Linked DNA regions of Mus musculus: region 1 is linked to region 2. The links are chromatin contacts, called in public Hi-C maps. All regions are on one chromosome and are shown on one strand. The core of a region is the stretch at or near the end of the contact, and the rest is flanking DNA. Distances in the headings are between cores, read along the strand shown. Region 1 has its middle 11 kb from the start of Gm32411. Region 2 has its middle 16 kb from the start of Gm48057.

Region 1 (2,804 bases), core at 206-2,705, 130 kb after region 2:
CACAGTATGTGTCTTACAAATGTGGTGTTACATGGTTTCAGTTTCTTTTAGCAACATATCATAAAATATATATCAATAATTACTTCCTACTAAGTGGTCTTTGGATTTTAAATAACTGCATTTAATTCTTTTGCAGAGAACAGCCCATAATTGTTTAATCAGAATGTAAGAATTTTTCTTATTGTCTACTTATCAGGACTAAAGAACAGTGGCTCTCAAACCTGCTTCCCCCCTACCCATGGTCAGTGCTCCAAATACCCCAACCCCAGCATTTTGCCCCTGTCGCCTGCTTCTGTCACCTTTATCTATATCCCACACCAGTCTATCCACCCAACACCCAAGGTACAGAAAGACCCAGTGCTGTGCTAGGAGAGAGGCCTCTTTTCTCTGGCCGTTTGCTTTAACATTGCATTTTGAACCCACTGTGAACAGAAAAGGAGGACGGGTTAGAGTTAGCAGGGCAAAGAAAGGAGGCACTTACTGATGCCCCACCACCACCTCTTTATTAGGCTAAAGATGCGAGAATTGCCTGCAGCCAAGTGGATGCCACAGAGGAGAGCTAAGTTTGTTCTGGCCCCTATCCAGAAGGAAAATATCTGTGCAAAGATGGAACTGGTAGGAAGCCTAGTGGCTTCTGTAACACAGGTGGATTGCAAGGGTGTGGTAGCCACAGGACTGCACTTTTATTTGATGTAATTATGCTGAGGGAAACCTCTTACAAACCCTCAAGCGTGTGATACACGTGACCCATGAGGACCCAAGCATGCCTGCCAAACAGACATGAAACCAAGGCAGGACAGCAGCAGATAGAGCTAGTATTTTTCCCTGTCCCTTATGCCCCTTCCTCAAAAGATCTGGAATCAGAGGAGTGTAGAGCATTGAGTTGGAGGCAAGAGGTGACAACTTAGCCATCGAAATTAATGCCTGAATACCTTTGACTGAAGTCTTGAAATTCACTGAGAATAAAAAGATGTGTTTTGCAGAACAAGCAATTGCCATACATTTTTTCCTGTGTTCTAAGTAACCATAAGTTTTATGCTAAAAAAAAAAATCAATGCTCTTTCATTACTTAACAGTCCACAGAATTATGACTATCTAATTCCAAATGTATGTGTGTGCATCTCTGTGCATGTATATACACTTGTGTGTGAGTTCCCATAGAGGTGTTAAGAAGGCATCAAATTCCCTAGAAGTGGACTTAAAAGTGGTTGTGAATCACCGGACTTGGGTGCTAGGAACTAAACTCTGGTCCTCTTCAAAAGCAACAAGTGTTCTTAACCATTGAGCCGTCTCTCCATCCCCATGACAACAGAGTTTTTATATAGATTTTCAATATAATAGTCTTGGCAATATATAGGCTCACTCAAAATATAAAAAAGAGTTTTAAGCAGCTGGTCATTATTCAGTGCTGAAGACACAATGTTCTAGTTACTATTGCTGGCTAGAAGAAAAAAAGAAGCACTACCCCAAGTACATAGCGTAAAGTTAACAGCCACAGGATTATATTCAACTGTTTTGTGGGTCAAACACTAAGCATAAGGACCAACAGGGTGGCATGTTTCCAGAATTCTGGGGGCCCTGAGATAAGAGTCTAAAAGGTTGGCAGGTCTCAAACATCTGGGACTGAAAACATCTGGAAGTGTCTTTATTCATATGGCAGGGATCCAGCAGAGATAACTTGATAGTTGGGCTCATCTGAGACAATTAGCAGTTGAGCATCACAGTGTGGCTCTGCCTTGGAGCCGAGGTATGCCACAGTACAGCACTGGCTTCCAGAAAGGGTCCCCAGAGGGAAAAATCCAACCGAAGATCAAGTGGGTGACCTTTTATGTTCCAGTTTTGGAAGGAAGTCATGTATTATTACAGCAGCTATAAACCTCTGTCCTGTGTAAGGACCCTAGTTTTGAACAGAAATAATGTTAACATAGAATTTCCAATGATTAACAAAATTATAATATCCCAGTTAAAGCCAACTCATGCTAAGTACTAATCCTCAATTATTAATGTATATACACATATGTGCATACAAGATGTAATACCACATACACACACTCATCTATCTCTATTATCCCTATCATCTATATATCATCTATATCATTTATATACACATATGTGCATACAAGATGTAATATCACATACACACACTCATCTATCTCTATTATCCCTATCATCTATATATCATCTATATCATTTATTTACTTCTGTCTGTCTGTCTGTCTCCCCCCCCCTCTCTCTCTCTCTCTGTGTGTGTGTGTGTGTGTGTGTGTATTTCCCAACAACAAACAGTATTCCAACATCAACAGTTTTGTTTTGTTTTGTTTTTCCCCGAGACAGGATTTTTCTGTATAGCCCTGGCTGTCCTGGAACTCACTTTGTAGACCAGGCTGGCCTCGAATTCAGAAATCCGTCTGCCTCTGTCTCCCAAGTGCTGGGATTAAAGGCGTGTGCCGCCGCCGCCACCACCACCACCCAGCAACAGTTCTATTCTCTGATGTCAACACTCAACTCTGACACTAAGTCTCTCTTTTTTTAAAGATTTTTTTTTGAGCCGGGCATGGTGGTGCATGCCTTTAATCGCAGCACTCGGGAGGCAGAAGCAGGCGGATTTCTGAGTTCGAGGCCAGCCTGGTCTACAAAGTGAGTTCCAGGACAGCCACAGCTATACAGAGAAACCCTGTCTTGAAAAACTAAAAACTAAAAAAAAAAAAAAAAAAAAAAAATTATTTTATTATTATTTTTTTTAATGTATATCTGTCTGCATGTATGTCTACATGCCAGAAGAGGGCATCAGATCACATTATAGA
Region 2 (2,869 bases), core at 23-2,522:
ACTTCTTCACAATGAAAGCACCTTACAAAATTGTCTGTCCCTTCCACCAGAAAAGATCCGAATTCCAACTTCCACGTACGGTTTCTACTCAGTGTGAATGGATAAGTAAGTGGAGAGATTATGCCATGTTTGTGGAAAGATTCGTTGTTCTTAAAATGTCAATTCTTTCCAAATTAATCTACAGACTAAATGTATTTACAATGAAAATATCAGAGGTAGTTGGGTGTGCTGGTGGACCCTACCTGGGCTCTCAGTGCTCAGGAGGCTGGAGCAGAAAGATGAGCACAGGTTTCAGGCTATCCTGGGCTACAGAGTGAGACTCTGAATCAAAGAAGGAAGGGAGGGAGGGAAGGAGGGAGGGAGGGAGGGAAGGAGGGAGAGAGGGAGGGAGGGAGGGAGAGAGGGAGGGAGGTAGAGAGGGAGGGAGGGAGGAAGGAAGGGAGGGAGGGAAGGAGGGAGAGAGGGAGGGAGGGAGGGAGGGAGGGAGAGAGGGAGGGAGGGAGGAAGGGAGGGAGGGAGGGAGGGAGGGAGGGAGGGAGGGAGGAAGGAAGAAAGGAAGAGAGGGAGGGAGGAAGGGAGGGAGGGAGAAAGGAAGGGGGGGAAGGAGGGAGGGAATGGGGGAGGGAAGGAGGGAGGGAGGGAGAAAGGGGAAAAAGCCCAAAGGGAATTCTGCAGAAATTGGCAAACTGATTTTTAAAAATGGTAGAGAAATGCAAATGATCTAGAATAGCCTAAAATTTTTTAATTTAAAAATTGACTTTGATTAAAATATTGATTCATAAGAGCAAATTTGGAGGGTTTTACAGCTTAATATACACTTCCATTAACGTGTAGCTGTAGCCTTTAAAGCACCAAGCTTTTCAAAGCAGAAACTGTGGGTCGGATGAAGCAGAGATTTCATGATCAGGGAGGGGCAGAGACATGGAGGATTCACAGGCCAGGTGCACTGGTTAGTTCCATGTCAACTAGACACAAGCTATTGTCATCAGAGGGGAGGGAGAACCTGGCATGTGAGTGTGACAAGCCTGTGTGGTCAACAGTTTCTGTACATTGGAAGGCTAATGAGAGAGAAATGAGAATGGCAGATGTCAAGTCCCAAAGAAACCTGGGAGACTTTTGGTATAGCATTGGAAATGTAAATGAGCTAAATACCTAATAAAAAATGGGAAAAAAAAAAAAGAAACCTGGGAGAAACTCAAAGAAACTCTGTACCAGTGGCTCCTCCCAGCACTTCTCGCCCCGCCCTCTACCTTAAACCTCTCCAGCCTGGGGGCGGGGCTTCTCTTCCCCTAGCATCTGAATCTCTAAATTCTGGCATCTGCCTCTTTCAGCCGCTTCCTCCCTCCACCTTCTCTAACCCGTAGTGTCTCTTCTCTTACTCTGTATATGTCTTCTCTATCTCTTCAGCTCCTGGAGCCTGCTACTCTTCCTGGGCAGCTCTTTATTAAAACAGTTACCCCTCTTCCTAACAGCTACACCCTCCCACCCTCCTGGGCCTATAAATTGTGACCCTTGTCCCTCATGGTTCCTCACCCCGCCCCATCCCATCCCCAAGCTTCGTGCTATGGTCTGCAGGTTCTCTATGCTCTCTGGGCCTCTACAGTATGGTGCTGGAATCCTTCCATAGGTGGAATTCTTCACTGCAACCCCGTTTTCTGATGCTCAGCTCCCTCTTGGACCTTATAGGAACTCTTCCAGAGGAGTTCAGGTTTACGACCCTTTTTCCTTTTCCCCTTAGAATCAATTTCCTCCTTGGACTCATAGGATTTTTATTAAAGCCTTGAAATCTTACTGCAAAGAGCTTGGTCTCAGAACAACTCAGGCAACGGCCCAAAATTGGCACACTCATCCCCCAAATCCTAACACTTCTGCCACCGCACAAATAAATGATCCCCAAACCTCTTTTATCTAAGTTTTATCTGCTCTACAACTCCCAAACTCCCTATTTTCCACTCTTCTAAATCTTTTATCTCTAAGATTTCTCTACATTCTGCTCTCAAGAAGTCTTTTAAGACTAGTATGTAGATACTTTTTTATTTGGGGATTTGTAAATTCATTAAGTGTGGTTAAAGAATCTGCAAAATCTATAATAAAAAGTTAGCTTAATACTTGTAACAAAAGGTTGAATCTTATGTGATTCATTTTTTAAAAACTTAAATTCAATTTTTGTTTAGGAAAATTGATGTTTTTAAATAGCAACCATGTGGCTTTCCTTCACCTTGGCTGATGACCTCATCATGATGGAGGCAAGCGTGCGGCTGGCAGCCATTTTTACTAAGGTTAGAGAGTACATACCTGCAACTTCACCACAATCTTGGTTAAGGTGACCATGTGGTATAAACCAACTAAAGAGATAATTATAGAATGTCTTAGCCTCACTGAGCACTCTGTTTATCACTGTATCTTCTTTTTAGATTAAGGAGGCAACAGCAGGTCTCCAAATATATTGGATTAGGATGGATTTTCATGTTATGAAAAGTTCATGAAGATAAACTCAGAAGCTGACACAGAGGTATATATCTAACTACTTATGTTTTTGTGAGCTGTGTTCAACACCAGATAAATTCTAAAAGATAAATTCCCAGATAAATTCCAAAGGTCTACTCAACAGCTACTGACTTGAAGATAAATGTCTACCCTCTTTGTCTTTATTAACTTTATTAAGCTTTGGATATTTGGATAAACCAAGTCTTACAAGAGTGTGACAGTCTGTAATGGTGCACTATAAACGGATAAAGTTCCCAGTTTCTCTACGGACTGTATTTATGGTTTAAAGTTTCATTTTTGATGCTAAAGTATCTTCAATGAAATCTTCAACTCAAATTATTAAGGCTCAAACTTAACATTAATTGACTTTATAAAATTTAAA

Evidence for each region. A called contact is a pair of places that touch in the nucleus more often than the background predicts.
Region 1: a Hi-C map of erythroblasts shows a contact between it and region 2, with 2.5 times the contacts expected there. The contact joins two enhancer-like sites. A contact is called at or near these places in 2 of 484 Hi-C or Micro-C datasets (the G1E-ER4 cell line and erythroblasts), 1 of 115 datasets of contacts at active chromatin or transcription factors (embryonic stem cells) and 1 of 9 other capture datasets (embryonic stem cells).

The regions. Positions count from the first base shown.
Region 1 is chr10:41,147,881-41,150,684 of GRCm38.p6, forward strand. No RefSeq gene overlaps it. Among named protein-coding and RNA genes, the nearest start is that of Gm32411, 11 kb to the left of the region's middle. Within about 2 kb of position 1,456, at least 2 of the 459 cell types and tissues checked have an H3K27ac peak or open chromatin away from gene starts, as enhancers often do. A contact at or near this core is called in erythroblasts, where this site is marked.
Region 2 is chr10:41,017,834-41,020,702 of GRCm38.p6, forward strand. No RefSeq gene overlaps it. Among named protein-coding and RNA genes, the nearest start is that of Gm48057, 16 kb to the right of the region's middle. Within about 2 kb of position 1,273, at least 1 of the 459 cell types and tissues checked has an H3K27ac peak or open chromatin away from gene starts, as enhancers often do. A contact at or near this core is called in erythroblasts, where this site is marked.